Regions from separate parts of the Zea mays genome. Here region 1 is linked to region 2. A link is a contact called in public Hi-C data. All regions are on one chromosome and are shown on one strand. Each heading gives the region's core, a stretch centred on a gene start, on an enhancer-like site or on the middle of the called end of the contact. The rest is flanking DNA. Distances are from core to core; before and after follow the strand shown. Region 1 holds the start of LOC118476023. Region 2 holds the start of LOC100191669 (pollen-specific kinase partner protein).

The links. Hi-C and Micro-C count contacts between places; a contact is called where the count stands out from the background.
Region 1: a Hi-C map of tassel shows a contact between it and region 2, with 5 times the contacts expected there. The contact joins the promoter of LOC118476023 here to the promoter of LOC100191669 in region 2. A contact is called at or near these places in 6 of 25 Hi-C or Micro-C datasets (bundle sheath, ear, endosperm and 2 more).

Annotation. Positions count from the first base shown.
Region 1 is chr1:89,479,155-89,482,189 of Zm-B73-REFERENCE-NAM-5.0, forward strand. LOC118476023 reads left to right here and starts at 1,558. Exons shown (of 3, transcript XM_035964048.1): 1 at 1,558-1,963.
Region 2 is chr1:89,148,245-89,151,298 of Zm-B73-REFERENCE-NAM-5.0, forward strand. LOC100191669 (pollen-specific kinase partner protein) reads right to left here and starts at 1,504. Exons shown (of 8, transcript NM_001137098.1): 1 at 1,348-1,504; 2 at 411-754; 3 at 183-299; 4 at 1-71. The coding sequence starts at 741.

The sequences.
Region 1 (3,035 bases), core at 308-2,807, 330 kb after region 2:
TACATTTGGAAAGCACAAATGAACAGCACACCAAACATGTACAAACATTATAATACATCTTAAAAGGCACAATACTAAATAAAGAATAATTAGATCAAAGTATAGCATGAACTAATTTCATTTAGAAATAGATTATTCTTTAAGTGTTGTCCATATTTACATAACCTAGTTCAATTTATTTTATTGTGACCTAAAAGTTAGACCAGAGATGAATTCATGTAATATACATTATTAATCTCACAAGATTAAACATGCTTTTAATCTCTAGGGTTTTCCCCTTTTTATTTTTTTAAATAAACAAATCTATACATATACTAGTTCATAGTTAACCATAAAATTAGAATGTACATAATGTAAATGTAACTAATTTATTTAAACAGAGAATAATCCTATGAACATTTTACAATTTGAATCACTAAATTTGGAGTTCATATGTAAAAGATATGAAATAAACAAGTTTGAAAGTTTGAAATAAAAAATTAAACCATAATTTGTAATTATTTAAAAGGATAGGGTCTATTTGTAATAACTCAGGGGCCTGCGCATAAAGTATAAGGATGGCGGGTTCTATTCGCAGAAAACTGGTAGTATAAGTGCGTTTGGTTCGTGACCTCCACCAAAATGGCAGGGAATATGTTGAAAATGAAATTTGGCAGATAATGTCGGACGGTCCGCAGGTAAGCTTGGACGGTCCGGCTCTCAGACAGTTTGGCTTATTAGTCAGTACTGTTCAGGATTAGATTAGTTTGAGCGTGAGTCCTGATGTGTTGTGAGATCTTTCCTATTTCTTACGATATCTTATTGTACTTCGCTTAGAGTAAGGTACAAACCTCCTTCCCTATAAATATGAAGGGGTATGACTGATTGAGACGCGCACAATCCATAAACCAATCTATTTACATTATTTTATCTTCATGTCTTAGGTCTAGATGTAACATAGCGCTAGTTGTAATTTCCTAATCTCAGTCTTCACCTCTTTTGTGCTTTAGGTGGTTTGTCGATCCCTAAGCAACCCTACGGTCTCTTCTCTCCGATGGGGTCCCTCACAAAAGGCGAGATCTAGGTTTATCCGAGAGCTCTCTCTGTATCATGGACGGTCCGACGCTCTATCGCGGCCCATCCGGCATCCCGTAGAACTGACCCCAGGATTCTGCACGTCGCGTGAAGGTCCTAGGTTCGTTAGTATTTGGCCTAAAAAGATGCCAACATTAGTAAATTTTGAAAACCGCTGGAGACTAAGAGCATGTACAATGGTGTTTAATGTAGATGCCCTTAGGTGTTTAAAGGGGTATTCGCAAAAAACGTGGAGTCGTCTCTCCGCGAAAAGACGAATCTGGCTCGTAACCCAAGTAGCAACAGACGCCTCACTTCACACTGTACGAATTCGTCGTCTGTTCTATCAATATGATGTTGTATAAACTTATTTAATTATATATTTATTAATAGACTACATTTATAAACACTTCATTGTATAATAGAGTATCTTAGTTATATCTTGTTGTTAGAGAACCGTTTTGGTGTCTCTCGACTATACGTGACCTAATGTCCTTAATTAGCATGCAACTAGAGGAGACACCTTGAGCTCGAGATGCGCTAAAGTGCTGTTCCAAAGCACCTAAACTCGATACTTCCGGCAAATCTTGAACTCCAGTCCCTCGAGCTTATGCTATTTTGTACTCGGATCGAAAGACGCGGATTTGAGATTTCAGAGCACTCTCCAGACTTCAGGCCACAGACCACTAGCTTCCCTACTTCAGTCATTCAGCCGGACAGCCGCCAAGGGAGTAGAGTAGAGTAGAGTAGGTCAGCAAGCTCACCCACCCACTCGCCCCCAACTCTCTCAGGTCCCCACACCAATGCGTTTTGGTTTTGCGCCCGCGCGGGAGATAGGGAGCGAGGAGGCGCGAGGAATCCACTTCCTCCACAGCTCTGCTGCGTTGATCTGGTTCTCACCGTGACCGAGGTAATGGGATTTGCCGGTTCGTTTCTGGGGCCGGTACCGAGTTCATTCAGTTTCGAACTTCTGCCATTTTTGCTACTTCGCTACGCTAATGCTGAAGATCAATGGGTGGGGATTCGGGCGCTGGAGATAGGCCAAAGTTGGGTTTGAGGATGGCGGGGACAGATTTTCTTAGTGAAAAACAAACCCATTTCTTCAACAAATGCGCGGACGTCTATCGATGAGATACTTGGATTTCATGCAGGGGTGTGAGTTTCAGGAGGAGGGGTTGACTATTTGGTAGCCCGATTTATTCAAATGTGCAAATGTTTGGGGTTTTATGGGATTAACTGTGCGGTTTTGGTGAACTCTGAATCTCGTTTAAGGACACGAAACCGTATATACTGTGTTTATTGGGGGAAAATAATAGGGTCGTTTTGTTTTACCCAGAGCAAAATGTTGGTCGATGCATAATGTGTAGAGATGGCAATGGGTACCCGAAACCCGAAACCCGATGGGTTTTTACCCCATTAGGGTACGGGTTTGGGTCAATTTTCATACCCATGGGTTTGTTAATGGGCATAAATGTATACCCGACGGGTTCATGGGTACGGGTTTGTTCCTATAGTACCCAAACCCGTGAACCCGTGGGTTTTTTAAACCCGACCAAACCTAGTGCATATTGTCATTTTATTTTATAAACGAACAACAAACTTGTTATCTACCTATTTACTTCCTAATTTTTATCAAATAGTGAATGTATAAGTAGTTGGTGAGAGTGTTGCTTGCTTGCTATTATAGTTATTACTAGTGTTATATATGTGGTGGATGTATAACCTAGTGCAAGGTAACTTGATTATACAACTTATTATTTGTATTTAATTCTCTCTATTAATATTTTTATAACAAATCATGAACTCGTTGTTCATTACATAAATTTTGGACCATGATCTCATTAATCATTACGATACTTATTGATTATAAAAAGAATAAGCATATTGGAGATAAAACCCGCGGGTAACCCGTGGGTACCCGCGAACCCGATGGGTACGGGTTTGGGCAAAATTCCAAACCCGTCATGGGTACGGGTTTTTTA
Region 2 (3,054 bases), core at 254-2,753:
CTCTCTTGTCCACATCGCCTTCTTCCCCGCCGGCAGCGGCTCCAACTTGTGGCAGCTCCCGAACACCGTCGCTGCGCCGACAAACCGATCGAACGGGGCCACGTTACACGAGATGCACATGCACCGACCGATGAAGATCACCCCATCCCAAACCTTCCCAGTCAGTCCGGTTGCTTACGTACCGTAGAGGTTGGTGATGGCGTTGGAGATGGCGACGGCGGTGCAGACGCCCTTGCCGCCGCCGGACATGTCCTCGCCCAGCAGGAGCTTAGAGAAGCGCTCCTTCACCAGCTCCATCTCTGCGCGCACATACCATACCAGGTCCGATCGAGTTGGGTGACGTTTAAACACGGTGATCGATCTGTACCGAGAACATTGAGTAGTGAGCTTCGTTACGTTACGTTACGTACCGTCCTCGGTGGAGCGGCGGTCGAGCACGTCGGCGCGGGGCTTGATGCTGAGCCGTCTGAGCGACGCGGCGGCGGACGGCGGGGACGACCGGCCGATGAGCTTGGCCACGGCGGCGGCGGGCTGGAACGGCCCGCTGTGGTCGACGTCGACGCTGCTGCACCGGTCCGAGAGGGACGTGGACGCGTCGGACGCGGTGCGGCTGATGAGGTTGTTGCCCGCCGTGTCGACGAGGCTCCGCGTGGACGGCGGCGACGAGCAGCACCCGCCGCGCTCCCCCGCCTCCGAGCTCCCGTCCGACGCCGAGACCGACGAGCTGCTGTCCCTGTCCATGGCGACGACGGCACTGCACACCAAACAACGGAACACGAGATGGCTTTATAACCAGCTGCTGCAACTGGAATGGACACGACAAGTCCATCGAAACGGGAGAAGGCGACGCACTAGGTAGGCCAGGGAAGGGATATATAATCCGTGTAGTAGCAGATGCGGTATTTTTTGAAAGCATTTGTGCTTGGGTGAGGATCGAGAAACTTGGCGAAACGCCCCTGTTGTGTGTTGTCTATGGCTATGGTGCTGCTGCACGAGCTCTGCTGCTTTTGAGGGGATCGGTGAGGCGACGACTCCATACTAAAAATCATGGCTACATCATGGCATGCTGATAAAGATGCAGAGCAGCTGAAAAAGGACGAGACGGAAGTTTTTTTTTTTGAAACGGCTAAAGATCCAGACGCCCTTCTCTTTTGAACCTTCTTTAGACGCAGAGCCAAAACGAATTCTATCCAGCCCTGCGACGGCGCATGTGATTTCCATCTCCAAATGCAAAGGCATGGAAAGAAACAAGCACGCCTTGGGTTACTCGGCTCGGCTTCTGCAAAGATGGAATGGAATGAAAGGTGCGCTGAAGATGGCAAGCAAAAGATTGGCCCCTTTTCTCACCTTTCCTACGCCAGTGACGAGCAGCTCAGCCCTTGCGAGTTGCCATGCATCGGCTGCACCGGAGCCCCGCTAGATCTCTCCAGAGCTTCGAGTCGAGTCGAGTCGCTGTCCCTCGAAATTCTCCTGCGTCGAACACAACGCTCTTCTTCCTCCCTGCTCTGATAACGCTCCTCTGGCTTTGGCAGCTCTGTGATCCTTGATTGATGAAAGAGAAGGGGGCGGTCGAGAGGTGTGATGATGCGTTACCTTGAACCAGGCTTGGTTTTTGTTGTTGTGTTAGTATTTAATTTTTTTTATATATATATATATATATATATATATATATATATATATATATATATATATATATATATATATATATTATCATGCGTGGAACGGAAGCGAGTGCCTATAAAAATCGCGGCGAGATTACGGTTGCTTCAGGAACGTGCATGAACGTACAGTTTGTGGTTCGAGCGGGTCAACCAGTTGCCATAGTGGATGGGGATCCAAAGATAATAATAACAACAACAACAACAACCAGTAGTAGTAGCAGCAGCAGGTTTGTCTCGCTGACAGCGGGCCATAAGAGTTCAGTAAAAAAAAAGTGAATGGAAACACAAAGGGGAAATGATTGGGGGACAAGCTTGGCGAGGTGACGTCGTGACGAGCAATCATGCATCATGCTTGGCCCGGTGAGCTGTGTGAGGACTGAGGAGTGGATTAGTTAGCCTGCCCAGGCAGGAGGTGACGGTGCGACGACGTACGGTACAGTAGGGGCCAGGGCAACGCCAACGAGAAATCGACCGTGCGAGGATCGGATGGCCTACAGTGCAGGCTGGCTGGCTGGATGGCCTACAGTACTCGGTAAGTACGGCGGGTCGGCCGCTGATTGCGCGTGATTTATGTATGTATGTGTACGAGTAGCTTTGCGTGCAGGATGCCCAAGACTCTCTTCGCTGCATCCAAATCCACCGAGGGAAATTTCCGACCCAAACTTATCGAACGCTCCAGGCCCGATCCAAACAGCGCACGGGCAGGTCTGGCCCTGGGACTGGGAGGAAGAAGCGCCCCGGACCCGGGCGGCGTGCGCGTGTCCGGTTCCCACGGTGCGCGCACGTACGGGTACGGCAGCCGCGTCGGGATCGCGGCGGCGTGCCCGCGCCGCGCTTCTGCCGCCGGACTCTGCCAAAGAAAAAACCCCATCGTTCCTGTCAGCTCTCCAGTGCAGGCGCCCGGCACCGCACCGCACCTCACACGACGCCGACGCCGACGCGACCGAGAGAGGCTGCTCTGGAGTGGAGTGGCGCCGATGGCTATCGGACAAGGCATGCCGGGAGCAGGCGCCCTGGTGCCAGGACATGAGCGCCACCTCTCCCAGACAGAGCACGCCTGAATAGAAAATTCGCGAATCATGCAGAGTCCGCCGCTCAGCGCTCTCAACTGAACTCACCTCCGAACGAAGAGGAGGAGTTTGGACGCCAGGGGCATGGGCATGGGCATGGCAGGGCCGTTGACCCAACACTGCAGCATTAAAGTAGTCTCGGGCCGCTGCGGCGTGTGGAGTCGTGGGCGCTGCGTGGCCGTCACGATGCCTACCGGTAACTTTCTTTTTTTTTATTCTACGTGGAAGCTTGGTTTTGTGCAGGGCAGGCACGTACCCACCATTAATGCACACCGAGGCAGAGGATGTCTTCTGCTAGTGCTAGGTTTGTCAACGGATAGTCC